Linked DNA regions of Mus musculus: region 2 is linked to region 1. A link is a contact called in public Hi-C data. All regions are on one chromosome and are shown on one strand. The core of a region is the stretch at or near the end of the contact, and the rest is flanking DNA. Distances in the headings are between cores, read along the strand shown.

Region 1 (7,684 bases), core at 1,746-4,245:
ACTATGTAGACCAGGCTGGCCTTAAATTCTGCCTGCCTCTGCCTCTGCCTCTGCCTCTGCCTCTGCCTCTGCCTCTGCCTCTGCCTCTGCCTCTGCCTCTGCCTCTGCCTCTGCCTCTGCCTCTGCCTCTGCCTCTGCCTCTGCCTCTGCCTCTGCCTCTGCCTCTGCCTCTGCCTCTGCCTCTGCCTCTGCCTCTGCCTCTGCCTCTGCCTCTGCCTCTGCCTCTGCCTCTGCCTCCTCTGCCTCCTCTGCCTCCTCTGCCTCCTCTGCCTCCTCTGCCTCCTCTGCCTCCTCTGCCTCCTCTGCCTCCTCTGCCTCCTCTGCCTCCTCTGCCTCCTCTGCCTCCTCTGCCTCTGCCTCTGCCTCTGCCTCTGCCTCCTCTGCCTCCTCTGCCTCCTCTGCCTCCTCTGCCTCCTCTGCCTCCTCTGCCTCCTCTGCCTCCTCTGCCTCCTCTGCCTCCTCTGCCTCCTCTGCCTCCTCTGCCTCCTCTGCCTCCTCTGCCTCTGCCTCTGCCTCTGCCTCTGCCTCTGCCTCCTCTGCCTCCTCTGCCTCCTCTGCCTCCTCTGCCTCCTCTGCCTCCTCTGCCTCCTCTGCCTCCTCTGCCTCCTCTGCCTCTGCCTCTGCCAAGTGCTGGGATTAATGGCGTGGGCCACCACACCTGGCCCAAGGGGAGTCTTAAGATATTGTCTTGTCCAGGGACACTTGGCACCAGTCACCCATGTGGCAGATGTCGAGGGGGCTGGGAGCTGGGCCTGGCGCCTTTTCCAGGCTTCTGGAAGGGGAAGCAGAGAAGTCAGCTGTCTTCTGATACATGCTGGGTAACCTGGCACCCGAGGGCCTGGCCTCGGCGCTGGCCGGCTTCGTGGCTGGTCCGGCTGGTTTGTGAGGTGAGGAGGAGGAAGATGCTGACACTCTGGGTGAATGAATAGTGACCGGCACTGAGAAAAGAAAGGAAGCGGGAGAGGGAAGGAATGGGAGAAGGAGGGGCCTGATGCGCATCCCTGGGTGGTCTTCACAGTGGCAACATGCCTCTCTGTTTATGTCTCTACGCCCCCTCCACTCTCTGCTGCTCAGCCAGGCCAGCTCACCTTGTATGAATGAAGCTCCAAGCAGGACCCAGAGCTGCCCAGGGGCAAGAACACAGACTCCCAAGGCCAGTGCAGAGCTCACTCCTGCCTCTGTGCCTTCCTGGGGTTTCCATCTGGATCTGCCCTGTGCCCTAGGACTCTCAGCCTGAGTCCATGGACTGCAGGGACTTGGCATCGGGGAGGCTGCCTGAGCTGACCCAGCCCTGCTGACCCAGCCTGACCCAGCCCTGCTGACCTCTACACACACAGGGACATTCATTACTGCTGTCATTGTCCTGGTGACTGTATTACTGCAGTCTGTCTATTACTCAAGGCTAATATGGCAGGGTGACAGATAGTACCTAGGGGTGAGTCTTACAGAAGTAGATAACATTTGATACAAGTTAAAGGTGCCATCTGGACTATTCTAAGGAGTGTATGTGCATGTGTATACATGTGTTCATATATATATGTATTTTCTTTTCTTCCTTCCTTTCTTCCTTCCTTTCTTCCTTCCTTCCTTCCTTCCTTCCTTTCTTTCTTTCTTTCTTTCTTTCTTTCTTTCTTTCTTTCTTTCTTTCTTTCTTTCTTTTTTTTTTCGGGACAGGGTTTCTCTGTGTAGCCCTGGCTGTCCTGGAACTCACTTTGTAGACCAGGCTGGCCTCGAACTCAGAAATTTGCCTGCCTCTGCCTCCCAAGTGCTGGGATTAAAGGCGTGTGCCACCACACCTGGCCCATATATTTATTTTCTTAATTTTAGTTTTCTTTCCCTCTCCTTCCCCCCCCTTTTTTTTTCACTCAGCCTCACGTTGTGTGTTGCTTCTGCTGTGTGATGTTCTATCAGCCACTTGACCTCTCTGAGCCAGTGAGGTTCATGACATGAGATGAAACCTACTTCTCTTAGGGTATTTTCTAAGTTTTCATCACCTACCCTAAAGGCCTTTCTAATCACACCAGTGTCTGACACCTCACAGGCTTTCCCAAGATCCAGTATCGTGATTCTATCTCTGCCCCAGAGCCCGTCACTGACAACTGGCCAAGCCCACCGTGTGTCTGACTAGGGGACCTTCTGAGTCCACAGTACTTTGTGGCCCAGGACTTCCTACTGTAGAAGGTCCAGCTGGAGTCTTTACTTAGGAGTAAGTCATGAAAGCCTTCCTGGAGGAAGGAATGTTGGATGGATCCTGGACTGACAAGCAGTAAAATTAAAACTGCTCCCTTGGATGGGGCCGGCTCAGTGGTGGACCTGGGCCTCTGACCCTTTCGTTTGGGTATAGTGGAGAGTATGGGTCTTCCCATCTCTCTATGGGCTTTGAAACCATCCCCCCCAAACTGAGAGGGCAAAGATAGATGCTAGGTAGTGCTGTCCCAGGGGAACTGAAAGAGGGAAACTGAGTCACTATTGCTTACTGAACCTTTATCTCACCATAGCTCAGGCTGCCCTTAAAATCCAATTTCTACCCACTTCAGCCTCCCGAGTGCTGCTAGGATTATAGTCAGCTGCCACCATGCCTGGCTCTATCATCGCACTTTTAATTTGATTAACTCACTAAGTTTTGGTGCTGGAGTTAGGATCCAGGGCTTTGCAGGTGCTCTGCTGTTGAGCCAGGCTCCCAGCTCCTTCACTGGGTGTTTGTAGGTGCGGCTCTACCAATGAGCCCCGTCCTGACCCTGCCTCTGTTCCGTTCTAGAAACTAGGGAGGCAGAGTGGATATGAACCACTTGGGTGGGAGCAGCCATAAGCTAACCTTGTCCCCTCTCCCATTTATCTGCCTCAGGCCTTAAATGGAAGCTGAGGCTGGGACACACAGGGATTGAGAACCTGGGGCACTGTGACTTAGATGGAGGCAGGAGGTCAGCCTTGGTCTGGATGAGCTGGCCGTGCGGTCCATTCAGATTTTCGTTAGCGGAGCGCCACCTAGTGGTGTTTGTGGAAACCAGTCTAACTTCCCGTTTCTTGGTTGTTAAAAAGAGAGAACAGCAAAGGAGAGATGGGAGTCTGGATCCCTCACTGGGCTATGACTCCTGACACTTAGAGGCCAAAATAAGGAGAAAGTGGGTGGCGCAGCGGCAAGTGCTAACTAGACTTTGGCCGTAGCCCCGACCTTAGTCTTAGCCTGCTTTTGGCCCGACCTGGGTTTTTGTGTCCATGTGGTAGTTGCTCTGCTCTCAACTTCCTAGTATAGAGTATTCTTTAAGACAAACTATGGGCATCCAGGCATTGGTGCACACTTGTAATCCTAACACCCAGGAGGTAGAGGCAGGAGAATCAGAAATTCAAAGCCATTCTTGACTGCATAATGAATTCAAGGATAGCCTGGGCTATGTGAGACTAGTACAAATGAGATGAGGGGGAGAAACAAAGAGAAGGAGGAGGAGGAAGAGGGAAGAGGAGGAGGAGGAAAACAAGAAGAAATGACTCAGGGAGTGTCAGTGTGTGTGAATTTGGGTATTAGTGTGTTCGCATGTATGTTTGTGTGTCTGTTGTGTGTGAATGTATTTCCCTGCATGGGGGTGACTCTGTAAATAAATGCTAGCTTTCAAGTATGTATCTGTTTGCGTGTAAGTGTGTGAATGAATTGCTGTCTATGTGTGTGTGTGGCTATGTGTATGATTGCGTATGTGTGTGTCTCCATGTGTGTGTGTGTATATCTATGTGTCTGTCTGTCTGTGTGGCTATGTGTGAGTGTGCATCTTTGTGTGGGTATATCTGTATGTGAGTGTGTATATGTGTGGCTGTGTATGTGTGGCTGTGTATATGTATGTGTGTGTCTATATTGTGGCTATGTGTGAGTGTGTCTGTCTGTATATGAGTGTGTGTGTGTATGTGTGGACATGTGTGTCTGTCTGTCTATATGTACGTGTCTGTCTGTCTGTGTGTATCTGTATGTATGACTATGTGTATGTCTGTCTGTCTATATGTGTGTCTGTCTGCATGTGTCTGTATGTGTAGCCATGTGTGTGTTTGTCTGTCTGTATGACTGTGTGTCTCTCTGTGTACTTGTGGATCTTTGTTTATGATGTGCCTGTGGATATAAATGCCCCTCATTCTAGAAGTATGTGACTGCAGCCCCCGTGCTTGTGGGATTTGGGGAACACCTGCTTTTCACACTTGGCACCCCTTCTTGGGCTCACAGGTGCCTACCTGGATCCAAGGAAGGGCTGAAAACTTCTTTGAGGACCCCCTCTTGATGGGAGGACTTGAAGGGCTCCCCTGCTTCGTGATGTCAGTTTGGAAGTGTGAGGTGCTCTGGTGGGGACCATGAAGAGGATGCTGTGCAGCCTCCATTCAGTATGGACTTTACTTTGTTAAGATTTTAAAAAAGATTATACCCTGTCTGGAAAAACCAAAAAAAAAAAAAGATTATATATATTTACTTTCCCAAACTTTAATTTAATGTGTTTGAGTGCTTTGCCTGAATGTATGCCTGTGGATTTGGGGTATGTGTTTGTGTGATGTTCATGTGTAAAGGCGTACACTTGAGTGCTTGTGGGGTCAGTCTCAGGTATTAGTCTTCAGGACAATGTCTATCTTATTTTTGAGACGGGGTCTCTCACTGGCCTACAGTTCATGAGTTTGTCTGGGCTGCCTGGCCAGCATGGGTCCACCTGCCTCTGGCTCCCAGCGCTGGGATTAGAAATGAATGTCACAACAATTGGCTTTTTTACATGGGTTCTGGGATCAAATTCTGGTCTTCATGCTTCTGTGGCCAGCACTTTACTGAGCTATCTCCCCAGCTCCAGTAATAATTAACTTATGGGTTCAGCAGCATTGGTCTGCAGATGTGACCACTGAGTCATCCCACCAAGTGCCCTCAGTGGGAGTGCAGTTGTGAAACACACCCGAGCATGTATGTGGGTGTGTAAAACACACATGTGTGACTATGTGCATGCTTTATGTATGCGAGTGCTGGGCAGTACATGTGCTTGTGTGTGCATGCTCTGGGGGGTGTGCACTGATGTGTGTAGCATGCTTTGAGTGTGTGTGGATGCATGGGAATTAAATAGCTTGTTTTATGCATGCCTTGTGTGTACAGGCATGAGGGTGCATGAGCCCATGTTTGTGTGCTTTGAATGTGTGCAAACATGAGGGTGTGTATTCATGAGTTTGCGTATGCTTATGTGTGTATACCCTTGCAATGTGTGCATGAGTGTGTTTGTATTTGAGTGTGTGCATGCCCTGGGGGTGTGCATTGGAGATTGTGCACAAGCAGGACTGCATGGGTGTGTGCATGTGTGGATGTGTGCATACTTTCATGTGTATGCTTGAATGAATGACTGCTCTGAGCATGTCCGTGCATGAGTGTGTTTGTGAGCGTGTGTTTGTTTGGGTGTGTGCACTGTGAGCTTGTCTGTGCAAGCCAATGTGTGCATGCATGTGTATGCCTACATTTTCAGTGCAGGACATGTATGCCCCTTTAACAGTATTTCCCCAGGGCACTTCTGCCTTCCGCACCCCACCTTCACCTCCCATTGGGTGGTGACTGCACCACTCTATGGGGCAGGGCAGCTGCCAACTGGCCCTGGGAGGAGCCCTGTTTGGATGTGTGTGTGTTGAGACTGGCAGCCTGGCACAAGTCACTGGCCAAATTAACTCTAGTTTCCTTTGGGGAAAAAATGTAATCAGCTATTTCATTTGGGTCCATTTTAGCAAATTAACTTGTCTAGTATTTCCCTCTTATTTGTTTTATTGGGCAGAGGAGGGGATGTGAAAATAGGAGAGGCTCAGCAGGGACCAAAGCCCAGCTGGGACAGCTGCTAGAAGAAGCTTCCCTCTGGTGGGTGGGGTGTCAGAGAGATGGGCTGTGAAGGAAAGTAGATCTGGGCTTAAGTGGGGTCTTGCAGCAGGTGGGGGCTCATGGGGCCTTGGATCTGCTTGGGACATGGGGTAGAGCCTACATAGGAAAGGGGACTTCAACAGTAATGAGTGACCCACTTGCAGATGATTCCTAAGGCCAGATGAGACCTCCTGGGACACATCAACTCCTGGCCAGAAGGAATTAGCCCAGAAGATTCCATAGGGCCACTATATATGTCTGACCACATTCCACAGGCACTGTGGGCACCCAGGCCTGCCTTCTACAGTGCCCATCTTCCTCCTTCCCTCCCTCATTCATTCGTTCAATTTAGAGACGGGGTCTCAATGTAGCCCAGGCTGGCTGGCCTCCAACTTGCCCTGGAGTCAAAGATGACCTTGAACTTGTGATTCTCCTGCCTCCACCCTGACTGAGGAGGTTATAAGCATGTTCTATCATGCGTGGCTTATACAGGGCTGGGAGTGACTCCCGGGGCTTCCTGTGTACCAGACAAGCACTGTGCCAAGTGAGCTGCCGTCCCAGACTATCCCCACTCTCTTCTCCCTCTTTCCTTCCCTTTCTTCTCTTTCCTCCTTCCCTCCCTCCCATTTCTTCTTTATCCCTCTTTCTTTTCTCCTCTTTTCTTTCCTTCCTCATTCCTTTCTTCTCTCCTCATACTTCCTGCCTTTTCTTTTTCCATGTTTTGTGTCTCACTGTGTCCTCCAGGCTGGCCTTGAACTCATGACCCTCTCACACGTGAGCATCAGCTGGGATTCCAGGTGTGCACCCCTGCAGGCATTAGCTGTGGACATCAATGACTTGTGTGGCTCTAGCTTTATTTCTGGACAGAGAGCAATAGAACCGTCTCAGAGCATGTACAGCAGCTGGCAGGGAAGTGTCACTGAGTGTTTGTTGTCATCCGTCCATTTCACAGTTGGGAATGTGACCTCTGGGATGTCACAGACAGCTGCCTGACTGTGCTGGTCCCTGTTGATTTCTTCTCCTTTCCACACCCCCTCCTGTGTGTGTGTTGGGACTGGCAGCCAGGCAACAAGTCACCGGCCAAATTAACTCAAGTTTCCTTTGGGGAAAAATGTAATCAGCTATTTCATTTGGGTCTATTTTAGCAAATTAACTCACCCAGTAGTTTCTCCTTATTTGTTTTAATGGGTAGAGGGCAGGGTGTGGAAATAGGGGCTCACGCAATGGCCTTGGGGGCAGCTTTCTTAGCTTGCTCCCTCACAGCAAACCCTCATCTCTATTAGCAACTTGGAGGAAATACTTCTTATCCTAAGCACAAAGGCTTGAGTTCAAATCCCGAGCACCCATGTAAGCCTGTAACTCCAGTGTCGTGGGGGACGAGAGACAGAACAATCCCTGGGACTTACTGGCCAGCTGGATCAGGCAATCGGTGGGTCCCAGGTTTAGTGAGAGACCCTGTCACACAAAATAAAGTGGAGGGCTCAGCAGGTAAAACCCACTGGTGACAGAAGTTTAATCCCTAGGTCAAATTTGGTAAAGAGAGAGCTGACATCTGAGAGTGGTCCTCTGACCTCCACATCTCATGCTCTGACATGCATACAAAATAAATAAAAAGGCAATAAAATATTATAAAATAATAATAATGTGCAGAGTTATTGAGGAGAACAGCAACATTGACTTCTGGTTTCTACACACACCGCCCCACACAAGATTCCTTTTTCTCTCCATCGGGTGTGTGTTGGAAGACTCACTGACAAGAGTCTTGAGAAGCAAGCTGGATCTTGCTTGTTTGACCTGACTCTTTGCCAACATCCAGGGCCCTTTTTCATTGTCCCTTCT
Region 2 (7,684 bases), core at 1,549-4,048, 96 kb after region 1:
CAATTAAGATTACATGGAAAATGTAGTGACCACTTTTAGACAACTTGGTAAAAAGAATGGGTTGGTGAGATGGCTCAGAAAGTAAAAGAGCTTGTCACCAAAACTGATGACCTGAGTTCGATCCCTGAGACCCCACACGGTAGAAGGAGAGAGTTGACTCCTGCTTATTGTCCTCTGACCTTCAAACATGTGCTGTGGCATGTGTGTGCCTCTATGACACATTCACACACAAAAAAATAGACAAAATGTTTTTTAAAAACTTAACAAAATGTAAAAGAAAAGCTGGGCATGATGGGAACACCCATGTGTCCAGTGTTTGGGAGGTGGTGACAGAAGGATTAAGAGTTTAAGAGTTCGGGCTGGTGAGATGGCTCAGTGGGTAAGAGCACCCGACTGCTCTTCTGAAGGTCCAGAGTTCAAATCCCAGCAACCACATGGTGGCTCACAACCATCCGTAAAGAGATCTGACTCGGGCTGGTGAGATGGCTCAGTGGGTAAGAGCGCCCGACTGCTCTTCCGAAGGTCCAGAGTTCAGATCCCAGCAACCACATGGTGGCTCACAACCATCCGTAATGAGATCTGACTCCCTCTTCTGGAGTGTCTGAAGACAGCTACAGTGTACTTACATATAATCAATAAATAAATCAAAAAAAAAAAAAAAAAGAGATCTGACTCCCTCTTCTGGAGTGTCTGAAGACAGCTACAGTGTACTTACCTATAATCAATAAATAAATCTAAAAAAAAAAAAAAATCCTTAAGAGTTTAAGAGTTCAAGGCCAGCCAAGGGTATATAGGAGTTCAAGGCTAGCCTGGGCTACACGAGACATTTTGTGTGTGTGTGTGTGTGTGTGTGTGTGTGTGTGTGTCAGTGTTGCTGTTTGAGCAGAACAGGGTCATGGGTATGCAGGGACACACGACATGACCCCTGATGGTCACTGAGACCAGTTGTCTGCCGCTCATGGTGAGTTATGCCTTTCAGCAGGGATGCTGTCCTTTGGTAGGTACATCTCTGTCCTTCCTTCCACATCAGAAGTTTCATGACTCTCAGGCAGCACTTTCCAGACCATCTGGTTCATTTGTAGCCATTTGTCACTATGACTGAATGACAGCGAGCCCCACCCTCTTCATTGACACAGAGAGACTGTGAGGTGTGCACCCTGTCCCCTCTTTCTGTGGCTTAGTGTGTTCAAATTCCTTCACTGGGGAATAATCATGAATGGACACATGGACAGATAGAAAGATAGAAGGATGGAGGGTTGGATGGATGGACAGATGAAGGGTTGGATGGATGGATGGATGGATGGATGGATGGATGGTTGAATGGATGGACAGATGGATGGTTCGATGGGTGGTTGGATGGATGGATGGATGGATGGATGGATGGATGGATGGACAGATGGATGGGTGGATGGGTGGAGGAGTCGTTAGGTGGGTAGATGGACAGGAAAGAAAGGTATAGATGGCCTGTTTCGGTGCTCTTGGCATCTGTTGGCACTAAACTGAGGCAGTGGCTCTCAGTACCCCATGCCCTGCCATCTCCTCTCAGTGGAACTGGGGCTCAAAGATGGCAAATACTGGAAGCCTGTGCCTGGAACTCTTTCCCTTGATTCAAGTTTTCAAGTAATGTATGGAAACACTGTATGGAAACACCGTAATGAGACCCACAGCTTGGCTCACTGACTCTTTTGGAGCTTTTGTTTTTATTTTATGTATGTGAGTATCTGGCCTGCATGTCTGTCTGTGCACCGTGAGGTCAGAACAGAACATCAGAAGCCCTGGAACTGGAGTTGCGAGCTGTGATGTGGGTGCTAGGATCCGAATCTGGGTCCTCGGAAAGACCACTGGGTGCTCTTAATGCTGAGCTATTTCTCCAGCCCTTTTGTGTGCCAATTAACAACAACAACAACATAAAAATTCCAAAACCCAGTGGGCCCTAGCTGTTCCTGAAGTGTCCATCAGAGGGCGCTGTGTACCTGGGCTGAACACAGGACAACCCCTGCTCTGGGTGGCAGACTTGGAGTCCGATGGGTCCTAGGGCAGAGGGGTACATCTGGGAACCCCGTTACTCCCCCTGATGCTGGCAATCAATGGGCCAAACAGCTGTTTTCTCTACCCTGGGACCTGGCTAGCCTGAGGTTTCATGGGAGGTATGTATGCCTTTCCAATTCAGCTACCTGGGATTCCTCTCCACCTGGCGCTAGGGCCACTCAGCTAAGCCACTCTCTTTGATCCTTGAGCCAGGAAGGTTCTGTGCATCTTTCTCATATATGACCTGGAAACCAAGACTCAGAGACTGTACTTAACTCCTCTGAGGTCACCCAGTGAGTGGGTGGTCAGACCAGGATCTCAGCCTCGGATCTCCTGACACCCTGCCACCCCCTCCCAGGTTTCCCACCAGAAAGGGAGGGTTCGGAATCCTGCCCCAGCCTGTGGGTTTCCCAGAGCTCAGGCTACTGCTGGGATGCTGCCGCAGCAGAGGGGAAGGGAAGTAACTTAACGGAAGGAATGTGTGTCTGAGGGTGGCATGGGATGGGTGACTCAGCACAGTAGATGCGAGCATGGCATGACAGGGACCTCTGTTAGGGATGGGGGAAGAAGGCTGCTCCCCAGTTTTGCTTGGTTACTGAGAACAGAGTTGTGTTGTTGGACGTGTGTGTGTGTGTGTGTGTGTGTGTGTGTGTGTGTGTGTGGTGGCAGGGGTGGGGTGTGGAGGGGTGGTGCTGTGGAGGAGGTAAGATTGGTGGGGACCAGGACAATCATCAAGTCAGAGGGATCCCAGAGGAAGTGTCTACCCCATGCCGCTAAGGATTGACCAAGGTATTCTTCCTGCTAAGTTCTGGGCTTCCTCAAAGGGACCCTGCCCCCAGCTCGTTAGTTGACTCCTTCTGGATGCTTCCACTTGGCCACCATGGCCCACAGAGCCCACGAACGGAGGCAGAGGTGTCCCAGCCTCCGTCAAACCTGAATCTGCTTCAGCCTGAGCCCCTGAACTCCTGGCTCAGCATGACTGATGTCCTAAGAGGGGAATCCATCTGTGCCCAGACTGAGCTTAACAGGGACACAAGTGGACACAAGTCCAAGAAAGTAGGAGTATGGGCTGGTGTGCTGGCTCTGGGTTACCCCCTGAGCTTGCTGCCAAGCCTGCAGACCTGAATTTGCCCCCTAGGGTCCACATGGAGGGAGAAAAGCGACTTCCATCAAGTTGTCTGTGCTTGCTCACACACTCTGGCATGCATATCTGCACTCATGACCATGCGCACGCGCGCGCGCGCGCGCGCGCGCGCGCACACACACACACACACACACACACACACACACACACACACACACTCAAGAAAAAGTAAAAAAACAAAACAAAAAACCAGACTACAGATATTCTGTGTCAGTGACCTGATGATGTCATCACAACCTGGTCCTTACTTTCCTCCATCAAGAGACCAGTGCAACTTTCACACGCAGAAACTTTTTGGGGTGCCTCCCAGTTCTTGTGGATTGTGAAGTGGGACTCAGGAAAGGAGAGGAGCAGGTGCCCTGCTGGCCTCTTGCCTATGCTGCCTGGGACAAAGGGAAGTCCACCCTAATGGCCACCTGTTCCCCCAACTTTCCCTTCATACCTTGCTCTAGAGCAGTGGTTCTCGGCCTTCCTGATGCTGGAGCCCTTTGACACAGTTCCTTGTGCTGTGGTGACACCCTCCCTCCCCAGTCATTTTCAGTGCTACTTCATAACAGCAATTTTGCAATCATCATGTAAATATCTGTTTTCCAATGGCCTTAGGCAGCCCCTGTGAAAGGGTCGTTTGACTCCCGAATGGGTCGTGACGCACAGGTGAAGAGCCACTGCTCTAGATCTTCCAGTTGTGTTGCATCTGTCATGCGAGTCCCAGAGAGGGCTGGGGAAGCGTAATTAGCGATAGATCACGGCAGTCTCTTTCTGCTTTGTCCAGTAGTCAGCTTAGCTGGTGACCTCTGTGCAACTACACAGCCCAGCAGCCCTGCACAAGTCTGCTGGGCACGCTGTCTAACCCTTGTCTCTTCTATATTATTGATTTAGTGTGAGGATGGGACACTTTAGAACTCGAAGCGTCACAGACACCGATTCCCTGGGGAGCCTGAGGGGGGGGGGGGGAGAGTCTTAATGATCCTGGGTCCTTTGGTCACGGGACAAATCCCAAGACTGACAATTCCTGGATTTCCCATTTGAACAAACATACTTAGAGAGTAAACTCCTGTTGGTTGTGTGTGTGTGTGTCTTGAGCAACTTGATGCACCATACAGCTCTGTCTGTATATACGCCTTTACGCCAGAAGTGGGCATCAGAGATGGTTGAGAGCCACCATGTAGTTGCTGGGAATTGAACTCAGGACCTCTGGAAGAGCAGCCAGTGTTCTTAACCACTGAGCCATCTCTTCAGCCCCAACCACACAGTAGTCTTATCTGAGAAACTAGAAGTCTCAGTCTCTAGGCTTCTGCCCTGTGGCTCTTAGGCAGGCTGCCCCAGACAGGAGACACGTGAACACTGAATAGGCAGCTGGAAAATGGCATGGGGAGGAGTCACGGTCCACAGCCCTTACCTGAGCGCTCACAAGTCTGTTTTAAGCAAGCTGGGCTGAGGAGTTGGGCTCTGCCCCAGGGTGGGCCCCAGGCTCCTCAGATTCAAGCTTTCTCTTTGGGCATCATACCCTGACACCACACCCCATCTTGGAGCTGGCTCTTTCACGGTACCCTGAGGTCCCTCCATCCCTCTGCCAGCCTGAAGGGCAGAGGGCAAGTTTGGCAGTTGTGATGTTTATTGCTGAGGCCCTATGTCCCAAGGGGAGTGAGAAATGGGGAGCTAGGGGTGGAGGGATTGCTCTTAGCCAGAGGGCATGTATGAGAGCCAGGTGCGAAGGAGGCAGCTGGCCCCCAAAAGCTGTGACTTGACACCCAGAATGCTGAACCGGAGCCAGGCCAAGCCGTCAGATTTTCCTCTGTGCCAAACCCTACCGCAACTTTGGAAAATGCCCATCAGACCAACGTCCCTCCCCTGCTCTGAAACCTTAGGGGCAGAAGTTTGTCCCAGCCTCTTCCCCAGCAGCCTGCTCACCCTTACCAAGCTCTCCACCCCACACACCCCCAAGTCTCCAGAGAGATGCTGACTCCAGAGAAACAGACGGTCCCTCAGCTCTCAACAGTGCGCTGGGCCTGGGCTGGAGACCCTGGCTGCTTGCATAGTGGTCTGATTACAGTAAACTGTACATTGTCCTGGGGCCTTGAGTACACTAAATTTTGCATATTCCCCCACAACCTGTCCTTAATGTTTTTATTTGTGTGTTTGTGTGTAAGGTGTGATGGGATACACTTGTAGTCAGAGGACAACTTGCAAGGGTTGGTTATCAGACTTGGAAGCAAGTACCCTTATCCACTGAGCCATCTCATCAGCCCATCTTTTCTTTCTATGTATGTATGTATGTATGTATGTATGTATGTATGTATGTATTATGCATGTTTGTATTCATTTATTCCTTTTTTTTTAGATAGAGTCTTGCTATAGCTCAGACTTAATATTCTTTCTTTCCTTCTTTCCTTCCTTCCTTCCTTCCTTCCTTCCTTCCTTCCTTCCTTCCTTCCTTTCTGACAGTCTTGCTATGTAGCTCTGGCTAGCCTCAGACTCACAATCCAGAGTGCCGGGATGACAAGGTTAGGGAGAGGGGCATCTTCCATTCACTTGTCCCCCAGGTATGCTCAGCATTCCTATTTCTGTGCACACATGTATGTGAGGGGACACACACATGTATGTGAGGGGACACACATGTGTGTGGAGGTCAGAGGATGATCTCAGATGTGTCTTAGGCCCTGCTCACCTTGGTTTTTGAAGCAGGGTTTCTCTCTGGGACCTGGGGCTCACCGAGTAAGCTAGGCTGGCTGGCCAGTCAGCCCCAAGCACCCTCCTGTCTCCACCTCCCAGCCTGGGGTTAGAAGTGTACACTGCCATGCCTAGCTCTTTCACATGGGTGCTGGGAATCGAACCCAGGCCCCCAGGCTCACAAGGCAAGCGCTTTGCTGACTGAGCCCAGCCGGCACCACTTGAATTTTGACTCGTATGGAGTTCAGATGAGTCCTGCCTATCCCTGCTAGCTCTTCCTAGACAGCCAAGCCACTGCAGAAGTCCCCATTCCTTTAAAAGGTTCTGTCACCTCAGCAGGACACCCCCCCAGGCCCTTCTTGTTCATCACCCACCCCTCTGGGTGTGTAGAAACAGAGTATGTCCCTATAAGGGACATGCTACAGGCACCTTTGATCCCGCCCCCTGCTCTCTGGCCACAGAGGCACTACATTCCAGGATGGCAGCAGGCCAGGCCAGGGGAGAGCAGAATTAACTCCGAGGAAACCTCATCCAGTGGAGAACGAGCGAGCCGCTCCCTGGCTTTGGAAGTTCCCAGGTAGGTAGACTTGAGCGTGTGCTCTACAGCGCCCCCAGGAGGAACTAAAAGGGAGAGTCTTATCCCCTGGAAAGGATACTCTACCCTGCTGAGCTGCCTGGAGGCTGCAGTGTACTGTCACACGAACTGTGCTGGGGGCTGTGGTGAGGCTTTGAGCCATTTCTGTTCCTGTAAGTAAGCCTTCATCCATATTCCTGTGAATAACCCCAACAAAACTCATTGGCCCACCAAGTTGCACTTTGGTGGTATCTGTACTTTGGCTTGTCCTGGGCTCCCTATCTAGAGTGAGTAGATGTGTGCTGTGTCTCCCCAGGACGTCTTGTCACACAGTCCTTCCCCCACCCACCCACCCAGTGGAACCACAGTGTGGAGCCCCAAGGTACCCAGCCAGTGAATACACCTGTCCCTGTCCTATGCACGGGTTTCCCCGTGCCCTTCCTTTCCCTTTTGAGGCCAGGCCTCAAGCCACAAGTCCTCTGTCCCTGGGGCACCCACTAAGGACCTGACCTCTAGCTGGCTGTCCCTCCTCCAAGTCTCTTACTCAGTTTCCTGTGCCCAGTCCCAAGCAGGTCCTTAACTGAGGAAGAGCAGCTTTGGAGAGACGGTGACTGACTTCGCTGAACCAGCCTCCCAGCATGCCTTGGGAGGATAGTGCCCTAGATTGGCCACTCCCTGAGAATGTCATCCCCTTGTTCCTATCTCAGGAGGCTAGTCCATCTGAGGCTACATGGAGCCACGAAGGCCAGGCTGCTTAGGCTAGGCTGTCTCCTTGCAGAGGGGCTTCCTTTAGCCATATCCAGCATGTACCACACGACCCTCCATCCCCATTCACGGTTGGCTCCCTAGGCCACCAAGCCAGTCTAACCTTGGCCTCCAGCGTGGTCAGCCGTTCACTCATGTCGCTAAGCCGGGTACAGTTCATACATTCTGAAAAGAGAGAGAGAGTACAGTGAGAGTACAGTATAGATACCCAGGAGACAGAAGCCTGGCACCAGGATATCCTCTAGTGACAGACAGGCAAGAAATTTCTAATATTTTTTGACTGGAAAACTCCTACCCATCCCTCAGAGCCCTATCCTTGAGGTCCACTCTCCTTTCTGCAACCTTGGAGACAGCCAGGGAGGACATGCTGGAGGTTGTGGTGTCCGATGGGAGGTCGAAAGGCTGCATGGTGGTTGCTATGTGCTGAGACCCAGACAGGAGGAAAAGCAGGAATTAGCAACTCTATGCGGCCAACCCTTCTAGGGACTGGAGGAGATGGGGTG

What was found. Hi-C and Micro-C count contacts between places; a contact is called where the count stands out from the background.
Region 2: a Hi-C map of bone marrow-derived macrophages shows a contact between it and region 1, with 4 times the contacts expected there. The contact joins two enhancer-like sites. A contact is called at or near these places in 2 of 15 datasets of contacts at CTCF or cohesin (the NIH/3T3 cell line and embryonic stem cells), 47 of 484 Hi-C or Micro-C datasets (B cells, the G1E-ER4 cell line, the HL-1 cell line and 19 more) and 1 of 9 other capture datasets (embryonic stem cells).

What each region holds. Positions count from the first base shown.
Region 1 is chr5:136,661,731-136,669,414 of GRCm38.p6, forward strand. All of the region lies in intron 2 of Gm38722 (a long non-coding RNA gene), which reads left to right. Among named protein-coding and RNA genes, the nearest start is that of Myl10, 28 kb to the right of the region's middle. Within about 2 kb of position 2,996, at least 23 of the 459 cell types and tissues checked have an H3K27ac peak or open chromatin away from gene starts, as enhancers often do. A contact at or near this core is called in bone marrow-derived macrophages, where this site is marked.
Region 2 is chr5:136,758,018-136,765,701 of GRCm38.p6, forward strand. It overlaps Col26a1 (collagen, type XXVI, alpha 1), which reads right to left. Exons shown (of 13, transcript NM_001346699.1): 4 at 7,285-7,346. Among named protein-coding and RNA genes, the nearest start is that of Gm30654, 65 kb to the right of the region's middle. Within about 2 kb of position 2,799, at least 13 of the 459 cell types and tissues checked have an H3K27ac peak or open chromatin away from gene starts, as enhancers often do. A contact at or near this core is called in bone marrow-derived macrophages, where this site is marked.